Regions from separate parts of the Oryzias latipes genome. Here region 2 is linked to region 1. A link is a contact called in public Hi-C data. All regions are on one chromosome and are shown on one strand. The core of a region is the stretch at or near the end of the contact, and the rest is flanking DNA. Distances in the headings are between cores, read along the strand shown. Region 1 holds the start of tomm34 (mitochondrial import receptor subunit TOM34). Region 2 overlaps LOC101167700 (inositol 1,4,5-trisphosphate receptor type 1).

Evidence for each region. Hi-C and Micro-C count contacts between places; a contact is called where the count stands out from the background.
Region 2: a Hi-C map of embryo shows a contact between it and region 1, with 1.7 times the contacts expected there. The contact joins the enhancer-like site here to the promoter of tomm34 in region 1. A contact is called at or near these places in 4 of 5 Hi-C or Micro-C datasets (embryo, fibroblasts and gastrula embryo).

Annotation. Positions count from the first base shown.
Region 1 is chr5:26,724,165-26,728,013 of ASM223467v1, forward strand. It overlaps tomm34 (mitochondrial import receptor subunit TOM34), which reads left to right and starts at 1,354. Exons shown (of 8, transcript XM_011475425.3): 1 at 1,354-1,740; 2 at 3,102-3,241. The coding sequence starts at 3,112.
Region 2 is chr5:26,779,600-26,783,358 of ASM223467v1, forward strand. All of the region lies in intron 38 of LOC101167700 (inositol 1,4,5-trisphosphate receptor type 1), which reads right to left. Among protein-coding and RNA genes, the nearest start is that of LOC110015168, 4.8 kb to the left of the region's middle. Within about 2 kb of position 1,677, at least 2 of the 8 cell types and tissues checked have an H3K27ac peak or open chromatin away from gene starts, as enhancers often do. A contact at or near this core is called in embryo, where this site is marked.

The sequences.
Region 1 (3,849 bases), core at 104-2,603:
CTGGTTCAAGTCCCGGCTGGGGGACCTAAAACCAATGGGGTCCCTTTCTGTGTGGAGTTTGCATGTTCTCCCCGTGCATGCGTGGGGTTTCTTCGAGGGGCTCTGGCTTCCTCCCACGGCCCAAAAACATGCTTCATAATTGGCAACTCTAAATTGTGTTTATGTGAGTGTGCATAGGTGTGTGACTGTGCCCCTGCCACAGACTGGCAACCTATTCAGGATGTCCCCTGACTTTGCCCCCAAGGCAGAGATAGGCTCCAGCAGCCCTGTAACCCCGAAAGGGACAAAACAGAAGAAAATGAGTGGATGGATGGATGGATGGATGGATGGATGGATGGATGGATGGATGGATGGATGGATGGATAAATGAATGACTATGGTCTGGCTGCACAGTTTGCAAAACAAGCATCAGGTAAACCAGAGAAGATCCACTGAGCGGACAAAGCTTCATTCCAACAATGTGAGATGGATACGTTACTGGTGCTTTTGTTTATTTTAGATTGCAAAGATTGTCTTTTAAATATTCTAATGTTAAATTATTTTATGTTGTTTTGGTATGGGGGGGGGGGGGGGTGCAGAAAACTTATAGAAAACTCTAAAACAAAGCTTGTCATGAGACCTCAGAGACAACTTTTTCCTGTATGCATATTTATAAGGTAGCAGTAGCTTGTAAACTTCCCAGTACTTCTGCTTCAAATAATAATTGTTTTTCTGTCAAAATTAACGTGAAGTCTGCTAATATAAAAAAAATTCTGGATGATGTGATTGATTGGTAAGGTGCACAACATTACTGATATAAGACTGCCACCTACTGGTGATATGCTTTTATTTTTATCAGAACATTTTTAGAGTTTTTATTTTTCCTCAGGGAAAAACGCAAGTAGAGAAATGCTGCGTTCATGTGGTGTCGGAATGGTTTAAAACAAAAAGACAATACGCTTACTTAAAGTGTGCGTCTGATTTGAGGAACAGCTCACACCGGAGAGCACCGTCATGGTGTGGTAAATGTGACAATACGTGGGCGGGGTGTTCTTAAAAACATTTCGGAGAAAATTGACGCCCAGTCAATTAACTACACGAGCTTACTGTTGACTGAAACTAGTTTTTATAAACATACCGTTTAGTAGTCATTTTTGTTTTCCAATTTTGTTGTTGAATTCATCAATTGACGGCTTTTTCTATTTATGGTATATTTTAGTTTTTTGTTTATAACGATTATGTACGATAATTTATAGAAAACATTTTTTTCTCTGGTTTGATTATGCCCGGAAGAGGAAAGAATTCACTTCCCTTTATAAACCTTCAAAATAAATGCTGCACACCAGAGGCACAGCATTAGCTTGTCCTACAAAAAACTTACAGTAGTTTGAAATTAAGCATTAAAGTGTGTATATTTACCATTTCTTTTACATTTTGTATTTTTAGTACAATCATTTTACAAAAAAATAATAATCCAAACAATAAAATAAAAAAAAAAATCAAGCCACTTTAAAAAAAAAAAAAAAAACGAAACCTGAGCGAAACCGATACTGTATCTCTCCCTCTCAGCGACTCTACACTGACGGAGAATGTACTAGAGCCGGCTAGTGTTTTCCGCACGCGAACGTACCACGAGGACAACAGCTGTGCTTACAGTTGATTCCTTTCCTCTTTTTGGCTAACATAACACTTGTTCCGACGGTTTGAGTTTTGGTACCCAGGAGAAGAGGACTATCGCTGCTGTCGTTACGCAGGTCGCTGGTAAGACGTTAGCGTAACCGCGTTAGCAGCTAAATAAGGAACTTTAGCTAGCATAACCGAGAGAACATGCTAAGCTCGTCCCCCCGCGCGTCCCTTTTAAAGTCTTATCTTCAAAATGTGTCCCTAAGAGAAGCGGACTGGTCTTTGATTAGCAAAAAGGCAGTCTCCAGACTTTACAGTTGGTATCTGGTTCAGTTAAAACATTTGCGACTTCCTTTTTTATTCAGTGTTTTTGTGTGTCTTGGAGTTAAACAATTCTTAAAAACAAACCTAACGACACTGTTGTCATAAAATTCTGACAATAATTAAACCGTATTAGTAAGTTATACTTTAGAGTTCACAACATTCGGGTTGTTGTTTTTTTTGCTCAACATATTTTTACTTGGATTTTCCTCAAAAATTAGTGAAGTCGTTTATTAAATTAGTCATAATACGTTTAAAAATAAACAAGTTATTTAGCCATAGTTTATCCAGGCCTTTTTTTAAACAGTTTTTAGGCATCCCTTAAATTACTATTAATAACATTGTTGCTTCATTTTATACTAAGTAAAATGCATTTTACAAGCAAATAGATTCATGGACAGTTAGATCACTTTGAATTGAACCAATAGCCCCCCCCCCCCCCCCCCCCCAAAAAAAAACCTGTCCCTTGTCAATAGTTAGATAATAAATACCTTCACTTTATTTGCTTTGTTTCAGGTGATTGTTTTTATTGAACATAATTAAATTGGTAAATAGTTGTTTGCCCTCAACATTTGCATTTTATGACTCAAAACCAAATCAATAAAGTTAACTCTGCCGCCAGTTTAACCCATGTTAACTTATTGGTTCCAGGCAACTTCATATTTTCTTACTTTTAGTAGTTAAACATCCATTGAAGCCGTCTCTGATCTGTCTTTGCCTGTTTATGCTCAAAGGGGTTTTAAAGCAAAAAGTGAACTATTCTGAATATCAGGGAGCCCTGTACTCCAATACTTACTGTAGTTGCTTAATACGTTTTTATCAATATGGTCAAAGCAAAATAGTGTTTTAGGAAGCATCAAAGATGTTTCTTCTTGGATTTGGTGCTCTAGGGGCCATCTTTGAACTCCACTGAGGATCAAGTGATCTGTAGCTGGAGGCTCCCATGAACAGAGAATTAGAAGCTTTTTGTTTAAGTAATTATTGCACAGTTTCTTTAAATCCAATAAACTTCATTTCACTTCTCAAATATCACTGTGTTCATCTGCTATGATATATTTAACTGAAATTGATGATCCGAACAACCAATGATTTATGAAGAAATATCTTGAAAATGATCAGGGGAGCCCAAACTTTCTCATTCCACTGTACGTTTTCTATTTTTGTCTTTTCTTGCAAAGACAGGAAGTCATGCCTCAGCAACGGAAGACAAAGTCCTGGACTGAGCTGAAGCAAGCGGGGAACGAGTGCTTCAAGACCGGCCAGTATGGAGAGGCTGTCAATCTCTACAGCCAGGCCATCAAGGTGCTGGAAAAGTCCAGTAAGTTCTCTCATTACATTCACAGGTTCCTCCCTCTGACATGCTATGATCACTGTCATGCCACTGTAATAGTGGCTTTTAGGACATTTTAGACATATACTTCTCCTTCAGTCATCAACTGACTGAAATGTCAAACGTATCACCCGCCCCTCTGCATTGTGAAGCTTTTTTCAGATCATTTAATGGTAGACTTTCACTTCAGCAATTTGTGTCAGTATGTCTTTTTATGCAACACATTAACTAGTTTTCATTTGTGTGGCTGTTTTTGGCTTATTTCCAGTTTTTTTTCCCCAGCATCTTTAGCTGACCGATCTTAGCGGTAAGCAGCAATATTAACAACACAATGACTAAACATCTGTCGGTCCGCTTGCAGATAAAGATTTTGTATTAACACAACTGCTTAGATGAGCGCTAATAAAGAAAGCCAGACTATAAATCAAATATTGTCTAAAAAACTGAAAGTCATGTGAAACTGATTGTAATTTCTGCTCTTCAGATTCTTTTAAGATCTTATTTTGTTTGTCTTGCATGTATACACGTAAGAGTTATTGGCCAACAAAGTTTGCATTATCAGAAAGAATGCAAGCCGGGGAAGCCTGAACCATCCA
Region 2 (3,759 bases), core at 427-2,926, 56 kb after region 1:
TCTCTTATCTACCTCATTTGAAATCTTCTGTGCAGCTTCTTCCATAAAGGCTTCAGCTACATCGAGTTAAGTACAGACCTGGACTATCAGCTTTTAGGAGAATGAATGTGCACAAACAAGATCAAAAATTTAAAAAAGCACATTACTATAAAGGTTTAAGTGTAATTGCCTAACAAAGTGTTCTTAGATTCGATACAAATTAATCATTTTACAGCTAATTCACAACCACTACATCAAAAGGCGTCTCTCAAGAGGTGGAACTCCATAAAAAGGGTTTTAACCAACTACTACAAAGAAGCTACAAGCCTTTTTAGTTAGAAAATCAAATCCTGTAAATATGCTCAAGCATAATTTCTGCTGATCATAAAAAATAAATCAGCAGCTGATCTAATGTTTGGGCTCTGTGCAAACATTTTAAGATTGTAATTTGAAAAAGTTTTAATAATCTAAAGACAGAATAAACGAGTTTGCTGGTATTGGTGACAAAGAATCTTCTAACATATTAATATATTATACAATTCCACTGCAAACTATTTGATATTTCCAAAGATTTTAGTTTGTTTTTCAAAACGTCTACAAATGTGACCAGGTTTTAGGTTGTTTCAACTTCTCTTTGCTCGACACCTTTCCAAACTTTTCTCAAAATCAGCACAGCCAAAAATGTTTGTCCCAAAAAGAGCTAAAATCTAGAGATACGGACAATATTATTTCAATCAAAACCATTGTCCCTGCATACTCTTGACGAAAGAAAAACATGATTTAAGACTCAAAAAACTAAAATAACTCAATTAAATAAATATCCTTAAGATATTTAAATGCATTTATGAAGCAGAATTACTATTTTATGCGGATTTATAACGATGGTCCAACTCTAGTAAGATGGTATTCTCATTTTGTTCATATTTCGCTCTAAAATGAGTCGTTTCCGTGTATTAGACTAGGTTTTTGTCACTGTAATCAAAATAAACTAGAATTAGGTACATGCAAATTCAAAAAATACAAACTATTTGCTTAGAAATAGCAAAAATACTTATTATTGGGCTGTTTAACATTTAATTTGAAGTAATTCTATCTAACAGAAAGCCTTTTTGGCCTATTTTTCTCTTTTGAATGTGTGAAACTCCTTGTTTCTAGATTACAATATCCTATAATAAGATTTCTTGTAAACTAAAAATTTGTTGCTGCATAGACAGATTATTTTACTACTTTCTAGAGTTTTTTATGATCTCTTTTTGCAGTTATATAATTGGTCGAAGCAGCATCATTTGCCTTTAGTGTAAAAAGTCATTTCTGGTGCAACAGTTCAGGTTGAAACCATGCATCACTGCTGTGAATGGTTTCATGTGTTCGCACACAATATCAGTATCAGACAAAGACAAAGGAATTTACCAGAATGCAACTTTTTTCTTACACCATTTATATATTTTTATATTTATATATAAAAATGACTTTGGTGAGTTTGGGTGACTTTGCTTTCAATATATTTATATATTTTAGCACCAGGCTGCACAGGTACGAACTGTGCGGCGTGTACAGTGCTCCTTGAGCAAAGATCAGACTAAAAAAAGAAAAGCTGCGGTTCCACATTATTCTTATGTAAAAGGACACAATGGACGGGACATGAGCGGGGAGGGGAAGCAAGGGTGATTGGGTTAGAGTTACATAATCACTCCAAAAGAAATCAGGCCACTAAACCAGTGACACAGAGCTGATTAGAGCTGCCATCTGTTACTAGAAGCCCACAGAGCTGCAGAAAAACAGGAAAGGTGAGCAAGAGGGAACACATTTTATTCCTTAAATACTGTATATACATATATGAGGATATATGTGTGTTTGTATCTATTTTTCAATAGTTTGCTTTTTTAATTTTGACTACATAACTTTCCTACCATTTACCGAATGGCATATACTTTTATAACACTTTACTAGATTACTTGAAGACCCAGCCATGACAGACACACAAACATTCACACAATGATGCAAAACACTAGAGCCAATAAAGGACAGTTATAGTAAAAGTTTTATGTCCACTCAAACAAGATCCACAGAAAGGTCTGACTTTAAATGAATGAAAAGGCAACAGAAATCAATATTATTTGCATGATCAGATATACCAGTCACTAAGTGCAGACAGGTAAGGCGCTAAGGAAGAAAATGACAACTTCTGAGATGTTATCTTTGGTAAATCCTACAAAGAATTTGCCCAAATGTTGGGTTTGGTTTCTTGGTGTTTCACTTCTACAGGTTTCATTGGACAACTTAGGTCTATTAATGATTGTCAGGTTTCATTTGGATTTGGGACAAAATATGAACATAAATAACTCTCTCAGCATTTAATTTACAACTCAATGACACTTATTTTATAAGTTTATCCACATTTGAACCAATATTTCATGGCCTAAATGTGTCAAAAGCCAAAAAACATGAAAACAATACGTCAGATTTAGCAGCAATGGGCTACTGTGTTGCATACACAAAACACCTGAGCCAAACTGCGTCTTTTGGATATACCGAATTTCAGTACACATGAGCACAAAAGCATTTTTATTGACCTGGGTATAAAGCCCAGGATATGGATTTACGCGCTTTTTAACCTAATTACACATTTCCTACAGAAGTAAGTTGTTCTATTTGTATCAACTTTTAAATTCCACAAAACTTAAAACACCGCTAGAAAAAAAGCTAAAAAAACATCCTACTAAAGAACAATGCATTATCTTGCATGAGAAAGATCATGTTTTCACAATTCTGGGCAGGAGTTGTTGCTGGCTGAAACACATTTAGAGAGTATTTTTTCCAGAACGTTCTATTTTTCTGGTATGTGGCATTTAAGTAAACTTAGTAATTACGTTTTTTCAAGGACGAAGCCCACTTACCCTCACATGTTCTCAAAAACTTTCCATTTCCGCAGCTTTTGAAAAGTTTATAAAAACCTGTCTCACAATGCCTTTCAGAGGTTTTAACCCTGACCTTCAGCAATAGCTATCTGACTTAAGTGAAAGGGGATGTATTGGTCTTATGTTGATCTGTGCTGGTGTGCTTCAAGACCCACGCCAATGAAAATCGGGTTTTTGGTGATTTTAACATGTTCTCGAAGCCTTTTTCAGCCTAGAAGTGCAAATCACTCAACACAAAAACAATGTACCTGTAAAAGGTGTGGGACATCGCTGATTGAATGATGACATTTGTCCATCATTTGAACTGAAAGTTACTTCTTACGAATGAATACTGGATATCATCATCCAATCAGTGACGTCACATACCTTTTCTGTTTCGTATTTCTAACATTTCAGTTTGTTTTCTAGAAATTACTTTTGTTTTCCAAAATTTTTTTCTTTTACACAGTTCTGCAATTTTTTTTTTTTTTGAAAATGTTATGCAGTTTTTTTTTATTATTTGTGTTGCTTTTTTAATTGTTGTTGTCATCTTTAACATGTCTTTGCATTGAATGATCTGTTGATCTGTGATTTGCACTTCAAGGCCACCGTAGTTTTCTCATGATAGGGGGCATTTAAAGAAAATAAAGTTTCAATTTGCATTTCTGAGTACTTCTCCATTCAGATCGTTGTAAATCGGGAGCAGATGAAAAAATGGCATTTGAAATAGCTTGTAGCTGTTAAATACATACTACAATTGGCAGCCATCAAGCTTTCTGTTCTGCTCCATTCAGATGCATCCACTTGCAGACAAACAGATTCTTGTACGTCTTGGTTTTCCTCGTCTGAGCTGGCATCTGGTTTAAAGCTGAACGGCTGGATA